Regions from separate parts of the Sus scrofa genome. Here region 1 is linked to region 2. Evidence: chromatin contacts called from public Hi-C data. All regions are on one chromosome and are shown on one strand. Each heading gives the region's core, a stretch centred on a gene start, on an enhancer-like site or on the middle of the called end of the contact. The rest is flanking DNA. Distances are from core to core; before and after follow the strand shown.

What was found. Hi-C and Micro-C count contacts between places; a contact is called where the count stands out from the background.
Region 1: a contact with region 2 is called in a Hi-C map of retroperitoneal adipose tissue, with 1.8 times the contacts expected there. The contact joins two enhancer-like sites. A contact is called at or near these places in 3 of 5 promoter capture datasets (fetal liver, fetal skeletal muscle and liver), 9 of 47 Hi-C or Micro-C datasets (alveolar macrophages, blood, embryonic fibroblasts and 6 more) and 2 of 2 datasets of contacts at active chromatin or transcription factors (alveolar macrophages and skeletal muscle).

Annotation. Positions count from the first base shown.
Region 1 is chr14:49,672,604-49,678,904 of Sscrofa11.1, reverse strand. SUSD2 (sushi domain-containing protein 2) reads left to right here. Exons shown (of 16, transcript XM_013983126.2): 11 at 173-421; 12 at 532-804; 13 at 944-1,120; 14 at 1,202-1,304. Among named protein-coding and RNA genes, the nearest start is that of SUSD2, 8.0 kb to the left of the region's middle. Within about 2 kb of position 2,689, at least 14 of the 83 cell types and tissues checked have an H3K27ac peak or open chromatin away from gene starts, as enhancers often do. A contact at or near this core is called in omental adipose tissue and retroperitoneal adipose tissue, where this site is marked.
Region 2 is chr14:49,320,421-49,326,817 of Sscrofa11.1, reverse strand. It overlaps BCR (breakpoint cluster region protein), which reads right to left. Exons shown (of 23, transcript XM_021074056.1): 23 at 4,709-6,397. Among named protein-coding and RNA genes, the nearest start is that of SPECC1L, 9.3 kb to the left of the region's middle. Within about 2 kb of position 2,762, at least 14 of the 83 cell types and tissues checked have an H3K27ac peak or open chromatin away from gene starts, as enhancers often do. A contact at or near this core is called in omental adipose tissue and retroperitoneal adipose tissue, where this site is marked.

The sequences.
Region 1 (6,301 bases), core at 1,440-3,939, 350 kb before region 2:
CTGGGCACCTCATGTCCACCGACTAGGGTGGTGGCGTGTCACAGCAGGCTGGGCCCTGGGGATGCCCTCCCCATACTGGAAGCCATGGGTGCCGGCCCATGCATCCTGGGGCCATGAGGTCACAGCACATTGCCTGCAGGGGCAACCCTGACCCCAGCTCCACCTGTGCCAGGCATGTTCCTCTCAGTCGCTGCTGGGGACAAGGTATCAGTCATGCTGTCATCGGGGGCCGGCCTGGAGGTCAGCCTCAAGGGTCCGTTCCTGAGTGTGGCGGTCCTGCTGCCTGAGAAGTTCCTGACCCACACGCGAGGCCTCCTCGGGACCCTCAATAACGACCCCGCAGATGACTTCACCCTGCGCAATGGCCAGGTCCTACTCCCTAGTGCCAGCTCCCGAGAATTGTTCCGGTTTGGGGCTGACTGTGAGTGAGGCACAGGCTGGAGAGGCGGGGCATGGTGCCAGCAGGCTCCATGGAGGGGAGAGGGGACCCCAGACCTTCGCCATCAGCCAGGCCTGCCACTGTCTCCCCAGGGGCTGTGGAGAACGCCACCTCCCTGCTCACCTATGACTCCAAGGTCCTGGTGGAAAACTTCCTGCTCCAGCCCAAGCATGACCCCTCTTTCCTGCCCCTCTTCCCCGAGGATACCACCTCCAGCTCCAGCCAGCCGACTGAGGTGGCTGAATTGTGCGGGGACAACAACTTCTGCAACTTCGATGTGGCGGCCACCGGGAGCCTGAGCATGGGCAATGCCTCACGGGTGGCCCACATGCAGCATCTGTTTCGTGTGCAGAGCCTGCAGCCGGGTGAGGGGGGTAGAGGGCTGGGGAGATGGGGAGATGGGGGAGGGGGGCACCTGGCACTGGGACTCAGTCTCTTAGGCTGGTGGCAGCAGCCAGCAGCCAGCATCTCAGGCCTGTGGTCTATGTCCCGCCTCCACCCCAGTGGTGTCCTGCGGCTGGCTGGCCCCACCCTCCTACGGGCACAAGGAGGGCGTGAGCTACCTGGCGGGCTCCACCATCCACTTCCACTGTGACAGAGGCTATAGCCTGGCTGGAGCGGAGGCCAGCACCTGCCAGGCTGATGGCACCTGGTCCTGGCCCACCCCCACCTGCCAGCCAGGTAAGGATGCCCCGCCCACCAGCATCGCCCCACCCCACTGACTGCCCTGCCCGGCAGCCTTCACTGCCTGCTCTTCACCAGGACGGAGCTACACAGTGCTGCTGAGCATCATCTTTGGAGGCCTGGCAGTGGTAGCTCTGGTCGCACTCATCTACGTGCTTCTACGCCGCAGGAAGAGCAGCAGGTGAGACCCCTCCCAGACCCCAGTCTGCTGATCCGGGTTCTGGGGCCCTGGGGCGTGGGTGGGAGCACCATGCCTGCTCTAGACCCAGTCTCTGTTGCAGGGCCATCTGGGGTTCGCAACCCTGAGGGCAGCACACTTGGCCTGCAGCCTGAGACAGTCGGGGCCAAGGACCAGCCTCCCAAACTCCCAAGAACGCGCAACCCAGTATTTCATCTCTAGATCCCCAGTGCTCACACCTGGGCCCCACATACCTGGGACCTGAGCCTTTAATGCCATCCCGTGGAGCCAAGTCCTGGTGCTCCCCTAGGTCACCAAAGACCCTGGACCCCAAGCTCAAACTGTGGAGTTCCTGAGCCCCGTTCCCCGCATACCCATGACTCTAATTCCTCAGACCTTAGACTCCTTACCCTTGAATTCTGAGGCCTATCTCTCGAGCCTTAATACTTAGCACCTGATATTCAAAGACCAGTAAGTACGGCAGATCCCAAGCCCAGGACCCTGATCCCAATTGTACTGAGTTCTGGGGCCCCAGCAGGGAGCCCCAGGGCCGAACTGCCTTGATTCACAGACCCTGAGTCTGGCCTGAGGTTCTAGGTGGGTCCAGCCTTGGCGGTGGAGATTCACCCTCTAAGCTCCAGGCTTGTGCCTCTTAAGTCTTCTGGAACATCTCCTGAAACATCTCCTGAAACACCCCTTCTTGCCTGTAGGGGGAGCAAACAAGCATTTTGTGCCCCTTCCCTGCTGTTGATGCTCATGCTGTGCTCAGAGCAACCTGGTTCTTAGGCCTTCATCCATTGCCAGGTCACCTGGGACAGGTCTCTCCATCTGGAAAGTGGAATCTAGAACCATGACCACATAGTGTGGGGTAGAGGATTCGCCATGGGGTGGAGGATTCTCCATGGAGGATTCTCCACGCTGGGCTGGAGAAGGGACAGGGCTGGTCAGCCCACCCTCCAGTGTGGGTGCTTGCCCCTCACCCCGCAGCAAGCTGGCAACCTGGCCCTGGGCGCCTCCCTGCCCTGCCCCGGCATGGCCCCAGAGGCAGTCTGGTAATGTTGTGCCCAGCTGGTCTAGGTCTCCAGGTCCTCTGCTCAGGTGTGTCCAGAGGTTCGTCCAGGCCTCTGCTATTGCTGCCTGCTTTGTGGTGAAAGTGGTGAATGGGGGCAGTGGGAGGGTAGGATGGGGTCAGATTGGCATCATAGGTCTCAGATGGAGAAAGCTCTGGGAAGTGCAGGGTTGGAGGTTGATGCCCCCTGGCCAGGGCAGGGCTCAGCCGGAGTGGAGTGAGGTGAAGGGGTTGCCCAGGAGATCTAGAACTCTGGGTTGGGAGGCTGTGGTGGAGCTCACTCCCCGTATCCTGCAGTGCCCAGAATGGCCACGTGGGGGAAGCAGAGGGTAAGAACAGTGCCGATGGAGGCTACAGGGACCCAGGCCCTGACGGAGGGCAGTGCCGCTGGGCCAGCAGGCTTGTGGTCACAGCTTGGCCAAAGCTCGTGCTGGCCCACCTTTTCATCTCCCCTCATCTGGGGGGCCTCGAGTCATCCATCAGTCGCAGAGAGGTTGTTCAGTTTACCCAAGGTGTCCAACAGGCAGTGACCACTTAAATCAGAGTCTGGGCCTCCTTCCCTCCACAGCCCCACCTTTGGCAGAGGGTCCTGGCCAGAGGTGGGGGCTGGGTGGCAGCGGCAGATCCCGTCTGGAGGGACTCCTGGAGTCTGCATGATGGGGCACATTTGAAAGAACAGAGCTAGGACTGGGGTTGGGGGAGTCCTGGGGGCAGAGCTTCTGGATGAGGGGGATAGGCTCAGTGCTTCCTGTCTTTCCAGACCCCACCCCCTGCCTCCCCACCTCTGGGCTCCCAGCTCAGAACAGGAGGGCTGAGGGCCGGCCCCTTGGCCTCTGGGCAGGTACTTTCCTCTCTGCAGATGAGGTAAGGCCAGGCTGACCTGCCCCCGAGCCTGAGTCCCCAGCACCTCCCTTGTGCCACCCGGCAAGGCACTTGCCAGTGGGTCAGGGGTCAGTTTCCCAGTTAGGGAGGCCAGAACATAAGGGAAGAGCACACAAGGGCCCAGGACGGCAGGGGCAGCTTCACAGCTGCCAGTCTGGCCTCCAAGAATGGGTCGAATTCTCAATGTCAGAGGGCTTTCCAGGTAGAGGAACAGCCTGAGCAAAGGCTCGGAGGAGGGGAAGTGCAATCACGTCTGAGGATCAGAGGTGCCTCCCCTGCCAGGTTTCATTCTCAGGGTAAAGCATGGCCTCCCTCAGGCTCCCCACCCAACCCTTGTCCCACAGGACGGGCCCTGGAACTGCCCCTCTCCCCAGACTGAAAAGGGATCCATTGTGGCTCTGGCCTCAGACATCACGCGTTACCAGTGCTGGGCCAGCCAGGCCGGGAAGTCCCAGCACCTGGCAGGGTTTTCCCAGGGACTTCTAGGGAGTCTAGGGTGCAGCTGTGCCTGTGTGAGCACACGCACAGTCCCAGAGCCAGGCATGGACTCCCTAGAGACACCAAGTTTGGGACCCTGGCCTCAGGTGGTCTTCCCAAACCTCAGCCCCAGGAAATGTTGGCACCAAAACCCAGTGACCAGTCCTTGGTACCATCAGGGTTTGAGACACAGTAATCCAGGTGATGAGTGAGCTGGCATGTCAAATAGGAGCCAGTGAGGCAGCACAGGATCCCTGCAGCACCTGGGCGAGGGACAAAGGGAGGAGGCTGCCACGGAGCCAGGCCAGGTCCCCGGGAAAGAGAACCATGCAGGCATCTAGACCCAGGCAGCAGCCCTGCCACGGGCTCCATGGCGGAAGCACCCACTTCCCCTGCAGCATCCCACTTGGGCTTCCTGTTGCCTGAACAGTGGCTGTCCACCGATGTGGGGGAGAGGGACCAAGGTGGGGAGCAAGGGCCCCTCCCCTGTCAGGCTGCCTCCTCTCACAAGTCCCAGGTGACCTACGGGCTGCCCTGGGCCAGGCCTCTGCTGGGAGACCCCAGTCCCCGTGCCGGTGGTCCATACAGCTCAGGAGGAGGGGGTGGGCACTGCAGTGCAGTACATCGTGGGAGCAGGAGGTCAGTGAGCAAGGGCTTCCTGGAGGAGTCTGGCTTCAGCTGAATTTAAAAGGACAAAAGCCCTTAGGGAAGTGGGGTTGAGTAGGTGCCTGCCAGCAACCCAGCAGCCACACTGCCCTGGCGCCTTGTCTGAAAGCACTGTGCTACCTTCCCAGCAGCCCTTGCAGTTGGCACAGTCATGTGACTGGTTTCTGGCAAAAGAGGTTGGGGCATTTCCAGGGCTGGCCCTTAACACGTCCACAGGCACCCCCTCCAAGCCCTTCCCTCTGCTCCTGCTGATGCGTGGGTGACTTTGGAGGTGTGCCAGCCTGGATCCCCAGCATGTCCAAGGATCCTCTGATGCCACCTGTTCACCCATCCGGTGTGGCTTCGGGAACAAGAAATAAACGTCCCTTGTGAGGAAGACATTGTATGTTTGGGGGTTATTTGTTGCAGTGGTGGTCCTTCTAACCATATGCCAGAGGCAGAAAGGCAAAAAGATGGCCTTGCGTTTTTCATTAGTGTTGAAGATAAATTCTCTGCGCTCAAGGTTTAAACAAATCCAGATGGATTCTTCAGTGTTTGTAGAGTGTGATTCATGATAGCCAAAATGTGGAAGCAACGTAAGAGTCCATCAGCAAATGAATGGATAAACAAACACAGTCTGTCTGTACAATGGGATATTATTGGGTCATAAAAGGGAAGAGAATTCTGACACAGGCCACAACATGGATGAACCTTGAGGACGGATACTCTGTGAAATAAGCCAGACACGAAAGGATAAATACGGGATGACTCTACTTACATAAGGTCCCCAGAGAAATTCATGGACACAGTAGAATAGAGGTTGTCAGGGGCTGGGAAGGACAAGTGGGGTGCTGTCTTTAATGGGGACAGTTTCCCTTTGGGAAGACAAAAAAGTCAAGATGATGGTGGCAATGGCTGCACAACAGTGTGGATGTGCTTAATGCTACTGAGCTGGATACTTGAAAATTGTTAAGATGGGAAGTTCCCCAGTGTCTTAGGGGTGAAGGATCTGGTGTCACTGCTGTGGCTTGGGTTCCATTCCTGCCCCTGCAACTTCCACATGAGTGGCCAAAAAAAAAAAAAAAATTTAAGACAGTAAATTGTATGTTATTTGACTTTCATTACAATTAAAAATTTAAGGAGTTCCCATTGTGGCTCAGTGGGTTAAGAACCTGACCAGTATCCATGAGGATGCAGCTTCAATCCCTGGCCTTGCTCAGTGGGTTAAGGATCCAGAGTTGCTATAAGCTACAGTGTAAGTTGTGGATGTGACTCGGATGTTTCATTGCTGTGGCTGTGGTGTAGGCCGGCAGCTGCAGCTCTGATTCACCTGCTAGCCCGGAACTTCCATATGCTGCAGGTGCAGGCCTAAAAAGAAAAAAACATTTTAAACTCAGAACTTCTTAGGAGTTCCCGTTGTGGCTCAGCGTTTAGCAAACACAACTGGCATCCATGGGGACTTGGGTTCAATCCCCGGCCGTGCTCAGTGGGTTGAGGATCTGGCTTTGCCATGAGCTGTGGTGTAGGTCGAAGACACAGCTTGGATCCGCATTGCTGTGGCTGTGGTGTAGGCCGGCGGCTATAGCTCTGATTTGACCCCTAGCCTGGGACCCTCCATATGCCATGGGTGTGGCCCCGAAAAGACAAAAGACAAAATAAATAAAAACAGAACTTCTTAGTCAGTCCCCAGCTGGTGGACATTGAGCTGCGCTCAGCCTTGTGCTTTGTGAGTTGAATTCACCTGGAGGGTAATTCACACAGGATGGTTGGAGGGTTAAAGAGCACATGCGCTTTCCTTCTAGCGTTGTATCTACTGACACTCAGACAAGCCTGGAGCTTGCCTGGTCCTCTACATCCCCATCAGCCTAAGGAGCCTTCAGATGTGTTCATTTTGGCCAGATACTGAGTCACTGTGAATGGGCAGCCT
Region 2 (6,397 bases), core at 1,513-4,012:
TACAGGTTCGATCGCTGGCCTCCCTCAGTGCGTTAAGGATCTGGCGTTGCTGTGGCTGTGGTGTAGGCCAGCGGCTATAGCTGGGATTCCACCTCTAGTTGGGGAACCTCCATATGCTGCAGGTGTGGCCTTAAAAGGAAAAAAAAAAAAAAGGTGCTCATTGTGGGCTAAGAAATCCTCAGTGCCCCGAGGCCTCCTGCCTGTGTCCCACTTTGGGGTCAGCCTTGCCCAATCGTCAGGCCAAGACCTCAGAGGGAGAGGGGGTCCTGAGACTGAGCAGCTGCAGGGTGGGGAAAGGCTGCTTGGTGGCCTGGGGCACCTCTACAGCAAAGCAAGCAAACACGTGGGCTAAAGCTTGGGGTGACTCTGCATAGGGCACTCCCAGGCGTGGCTGTGGTCAGGTCACCTGGAGGGGAGAAGCCCCTTGGTGAGCGTGACCTGGAAGAGATTTGAGTCCACTGGAGGGGGAGAGGCCACATGGAATGTGATTGTCCAGGATGACAAGTTAGGGGTAGCCCCCTGCCCTCTGTGTGGTCCATCAATCACCCTGGGTTGCTTTAAGACGGTTGTGAACTTGAGCAGCCTGGAGAGGACTCAGGTGTCCACATTCGGGGGTCAAAACAGCCAAAGGCCCTTGCATCGGTAGACTGGGGCTGTTGAAATAGTAAGTTACCCAGAGGCTTAAACAACAGCCTCTGATATCCTCACAGTTCTGGAGGCCGGAGTCTAAGGTCAAGGTGCCATCAGGCTGGCTTCTGCTGAGGCCTCTCTTCCTGTCAGCAGTGGAGGGATCTCTGGCGTCTCTTCCTCTTCTTATGAGGGCACCAGTCGTATGGGATTAGGGCTCCACCCCTATGACCTCATTTAACCTCAATTGCTTCCTTAAAGGGGATCTCTGAGCAGGGTCACATTGGGGGTGAAGGCTTCAACATACGAATTTGGGGAGGGACACAACCATAGGTAACTGCCAAGGAGCAGGGGAGTTTGGAAAACTTCAGGATGGCCAGGAAGGAACACAAGGAGGTGTGGGCAATGCCAGCTGGTGGGAGAGGAATTTGCTGCTCCCTAGTACCCCGATGTGGCATTGCTGGGAGGCAGGTTTAGCCCAAGGTGGCCTGGGGGTGCCAATGGTCAAACAGGGTCCAAGACCAGCCTGGCAGGGTGGACAGGGCTCCTATAGCTGCTGCCCACTGACAGGAGCCCCAGGAGTCTTCTCCTGGCTGTCACCAGTGGGCCCTGCCTGGGAAAGGTGGCTTGGGCATGGTCATCTGATGGAGGACAAAGTCACACATTCCATCTATAGCCCATTTTAAATAACTTCTTTTTTATTTTTAAGGGCCATACCTGCGGCATATGTAAGTTCCCAGGCTAGGGGTTGAATCAGAGTAGCAGCTGCTGGCCTACGCCACAGCTACAGCAGTGCAGGATCTGAGCTGCATCTGTGCCCTACACCACAGTTCAAGGCAACGCTGGATCCTCAACCCACTGAACGGGGCCAGGGATGGAACCTGCATCCTCAGGGATACTAGTAAGGTTTGTTACCACTGAGCCACAACAGGAACTCCTGTTCCAAATAACTTCTAATCAGCTCCCACTCACTTCAGAAGATAGAAGAAACAGCAGCTATTCCCCTCTCCCCACTGCTTCCCTTTCCTTCTGCCCTCATCTGCTTATCCCCCCAAAACCCAGTGGCTGTGGGGAGGCTAGGTTCAAGGGGGCTGGGCAGCCAGAGTGGGAACCAGGTCTGCACACCTCAGCAAGGCAGCTTTTAAGCAGTGATTTTATTTATTTATTTATTTTATTTTATTTTTTTGTCTTTTGTCCTTTTAGGGCCGCATCAGAGGCATATGGAGGTTCCCAGGCTAGGGTCTAATCAGAACTCTTGCCACCGGCCTACGCCACAGCCACAGCAATACCAGCCCCGAGCCACGCCTGCGACCTACACCACAGCTCATGGCAACGCTGGATCCTTAACCCACTGAGCGAAGCCAGGGATCAAACCTGAAACCTCATGGTTCCCAGTTGGATTCGTTTCTACTGCGCCATGATGGAAACTCCAGCGATTATATTTAAAAGAGCAGCTCTAGCATCTGCTTCCCTCTACATCATCTGCTTCTCTCTGCGCGGGTCTGGGTTTCCCATGCTGGCCCCTGAGCCTGGGTCTTGGGTTTGGGAGGCTTACCCACAGTGGTCACTGGAGCTCCTGAGCCCCAGGGGACCCCAGGTATGGGATGGTCACCATCCTGCTGCCCTCTATCCTGGGGGCTGCTCATCTAGCAGCCACTCAGGACCTGAACCCAGGCAGTCCCTAGTCCTAAGGTCCCCTCCTGGGCCAGAATCCCATTTGAACCTGACCATCCCCAGCTGCTGGGCTCAGGTTCCCACAAAGTGGCTGAAAATCCTAAGCAGGGTTTCTGCATGGTTCCCACAGGAGAGGTGTATATGGACTGAGCCCGCAGTGCTCCGACTGAATGGCCAGAGAGGCCCTGAGAAGGCCTGTGATGTCCTTCTCAGTGAATCTTGTCTGGGGACATGCACACGAACAGTCTCTGTCCCCCAGGCAGCTGGTTTCCTTCCCAATCTGGACATGGATGAGGCATGCATCAGGGCCGTTTTCCAGGAAGCTGTTTTCATGGCTGCCTGTTGAGGCCCTGGCTGGCTTTCCACCCTGGAAGATTTGGGGTGACATAGGGCTTTCTCCCCTTGCCCCTGCCTGGGTCTGACAGTTCCCTCCCTCACCCAGGGTAACTCTCAGCCCTGACCCTGCCCCCTGGCCCCTGGCAGCTGCTCTGGGATACCATCTGGGCCTCCTCAAGGGCTGGTGTCTGTCACCCCCTCAATTTTGTTGATCTTTCCAGGGCTATTTGTGACAGCCCATCATCAGTTGCATCATGGAAATTCTTCCTTTTAAGGCAACTGGGGCATTCTTGGAGGGGAGGGGCAGTATACAAGCTCCTCTGAAATTTCTTATCTTTTGGCTGCACCGTGTGACATATGGAGTTCCTGGGCCAGGGATCACATCCCAGTCGCATCTGTGACCCAAACAGAAGCTGCAGCAATGCCTGAGCCTCCAACCCACTGTGCTGGGCAGGGGATTGAAACTGCATCTCAGTGCTCCAGATACTGTTGATCCCATTGCACCACAGGGGGAGCTCCTCTGCTGAGATTTCGACACCAACTCCTGCTCTCCCTTAGTTTGCCCAGGTGTGTGACACTAGGTCTTGGCCAGGTGCCTGCATAGGCACGGCTAGTCTGGCCACAGCTAGTCCATCAGAAAGGGAGTGAGCTTGTGGGGACTGAGACACCAAGATCCCAGTCTCTCTTCTTCAACCAACACCAGATGAGGAGTTCCCTAGTGGCTCAGTGGGTTAAGGATCTGGCATTGTCATGGCTATAGCTTGGGTCACTGCTGTGACTTGGGTTCCATCCCTGGCCCAAGAACCTCTGCATGCCATGGGTGTGGCCAAAAAAAACCCACCAAAAACAAAACACCAGGTGTGTGGTTTGTGTGCCTGTTTGTCTACCTCTCCAGTCAAGGACTAAGAGGCCTCTGAGGTGTAAGACCTTGCTCCCTGGGCCATGTCACTGGCCTGGACTTGACTGGACAGAGCCTCTGCTCTCAAGAAAACAGGGACAGTCAGCTCTTGCCTGAAAAATCAACTCCTAGTAAGAGAGATGCAATGGGGCTTTAAAAAAAAAAAAAGCTTTTCAAATAGGACGGGAAAGGTCGCAATAGAGAGAGCTAACTAGCCTTTTAGGAGCCAAATACTTGGAGAAGGGCCATGGCAGCCCTTTCCTTATGCACATGTCCTGGGGGTGGATGGCTCCATGTTCCCAAGCTTTTCCAATGCCAGCAGGACCCAATGCCAACCCTTACACCTGGGGGAGGGGGGCTGGGTCCTTGGAGCCCGAGCTTGGAGGTTTACCCCCAGGGTGTCTTGTCACACCCTTGATGTGACCTCCTCCAGGTCACCATGGGCCAGTGAAAGGCTGAGTTGAGCTCAGGGCCATGCCCTCTATCCCACTCTCCCCAGGACACTCCACAACATCCGTCCCCTTGGTAAAATGACACCAGTGATTCTCCACAGCTGGCGGGGCTGGAGAGGGAATTACAGTCCAGGCAGTTGACCTTGTGCCACATTCCCCCCAGACACCCTGAGAGCTGACCAGGCAGCTGATGAGGAGACCCTCTTCCTGGGGGGGTCTGACGAAGACCCTGGGAGAAGCTCAGGCTGACAGGGGCCGAATCGGGGTGGCCTCAGCTCCCTCAGTCTGCATCAGGAATGCCTACCTTGCATGCCCATCTCCACCTGGATGTGGCTTCCCTGTAAGCTGAGTGGCCTTTTCAGAGAGCGAGGCCAATGGCAGCTGAAAGTGACCCATGTCCTGTCTGTGGCAACAGAAAGGCTGGACCTGGCAGCATCACCGGAAACCACTGAGGCCAAGGGGCTTGGGCAGGGCCAGGCTGTGTGTGGCTAGAGTCCCCCCTGTCCTCAGCATGGCTGGTGTCCCCTCTGCCATTTGTCCCAAACCAGATAACCCCACGCTCAGCAGAGCAACCGCTGGACCCCGGCCTGGACTGTCGGCTCCACCTGTTCCTTCTTTCAGCTCTTGATGCCACCCCCAGCCCCGTCCCAGCAGTTCCGGGACCCTCAAAGGTTCCGATCATGGGGGTTCCTTCCCCTGCAGCCATCACCACTGACGCAAGTCATCTCAGGGAACTTTAATGAAAGTGTCAGCAGTCCTTTTCCCCACAGTGGTACAGAGACGGCCGAGTTCAACTTGGACTTGCAGCTGCCAAGAGACCACCACCCACCAGCGTGGGGTCCGGCTGCCCCCTGAGCTTGCTGCTCCAGACCCAGGGCCCCGGGGCGGCGAGGTGTCTCTTCTCGTCGCAGAGTCCGGCAGCCGAGCCTCAAAGAAGGTCACATGTGGGCCCTAGGCTGTCACCTGCCCATTGGCTTTGCCAACCCTCAGGCCTGAGTGTCAGGGGGAGGACGGGGCACGTGAGGACCCAAAGTGACTGCCGCCACTGTGGCCCAGCAAAGGAGCGCTTTGACATTCCACCATTAAACAGCACACATCCTACATAAATAAAAAGCAGAAAGGGGAAGGAGGTGGGGGAGGGAATGAAAGTTGGCACAGACACTGAGAGATTGCTTTCCAGTTTCAGTGCGACAGACGCAAATCATGGGACTCCAGGGAAACAGAAACAAGGGCTGGGTCTGGCTTTTCTAAGCGAAGGGTGCTCCCCTTGCAGGGCTGGACGGGAACATGGAAGCCAGGCCAGAAGAGGCCGGGATCTGGTGGCCTGGGAAACCCACTGAGTCCGGAAATGTGCAGAGGACAGAGGACCCTGCTCCCTGCCCTCCTCCCCCAGAAGGGCAGTGCTGCCTCAAAATGGTGGGTCTTGCGAGTAAAAAGTACAACTAAATAAATACAGTATGCAGACTTAAGACCTTCAAGTGACTTCTTTTTTGGTCCCCTGCCTTGGCAGGTCTACAGGCCAAGGGGAGAGTGGGGGCACGTGGCCCCCGTGTGCTGTGAGGTTGGGCAGGAGCTGCCCACTGCCTCACTGGGTGCCAGGGACATGGGAGGGGTCATGGGACAGTGCCTCCTGCTACCGGGTGTAATCATGTGAAAGCAAATGCCTTTTCCTGAGTCATGCCACTGCTTCTCTCCTCCGGTTCAGCTGCATCCTCTCTTCCTGCAAGTCCAGCATGGAAACTTGGCCTTTGTTTCTTTTCTCCTCGCCCGCGACCCTTTTTTGAAAAAAGTGATGCAATTCTTCACAGACTTGTTTCTTCAAACTACTTTGCGGCCCCCCCAGTTCCTCTTCCCCTAGGTCAGCCGGTCAGAAGGGTTACCAGGAGCGTTGAGTGTGGCCAGGCAGGCAGTGGGCGGGTCTGTATCTCCACCTGCTCTGGGATGGGAGCCCACCCTCGGCCTGGCCTGTGGAGTAGCTAGCCCCTGTCCCCAACCCCCCAAACCCCAGATGCTGCAGAGGTTTCAGAAGCAGTCTCCTGGTGGAAACTGAGCTGGCGCTAGGAGGAAGACAGGATACCACTGGGACTCCGATTGTCCACAGAGTACATTCTAACATCTTATTAGGTATCTGAATCTGTTAGGAAGAAAATTAGAAACTATGTATAAAACTTAAAAATATTCAAGTATCAAAAGGCTATTCGGATCAAAGTTTAAAACAAACTGTCTTGTTGGCAAGCTGCCGCTGCTGCCAAGAGAAAACCTTTACAAAAGTCTGCTGCTGAGTGTGTGCAGGGGGTGGCAGAGAGCTAGGAGGGGAGCCGTCTATAGGGGAACCATTAGGGGAGGAGAGAGCGGGGGTGGCTGGGCCACAGGCTGGAGGAAGCCGGAGATCAAGGCCTTTGTGAGCTGA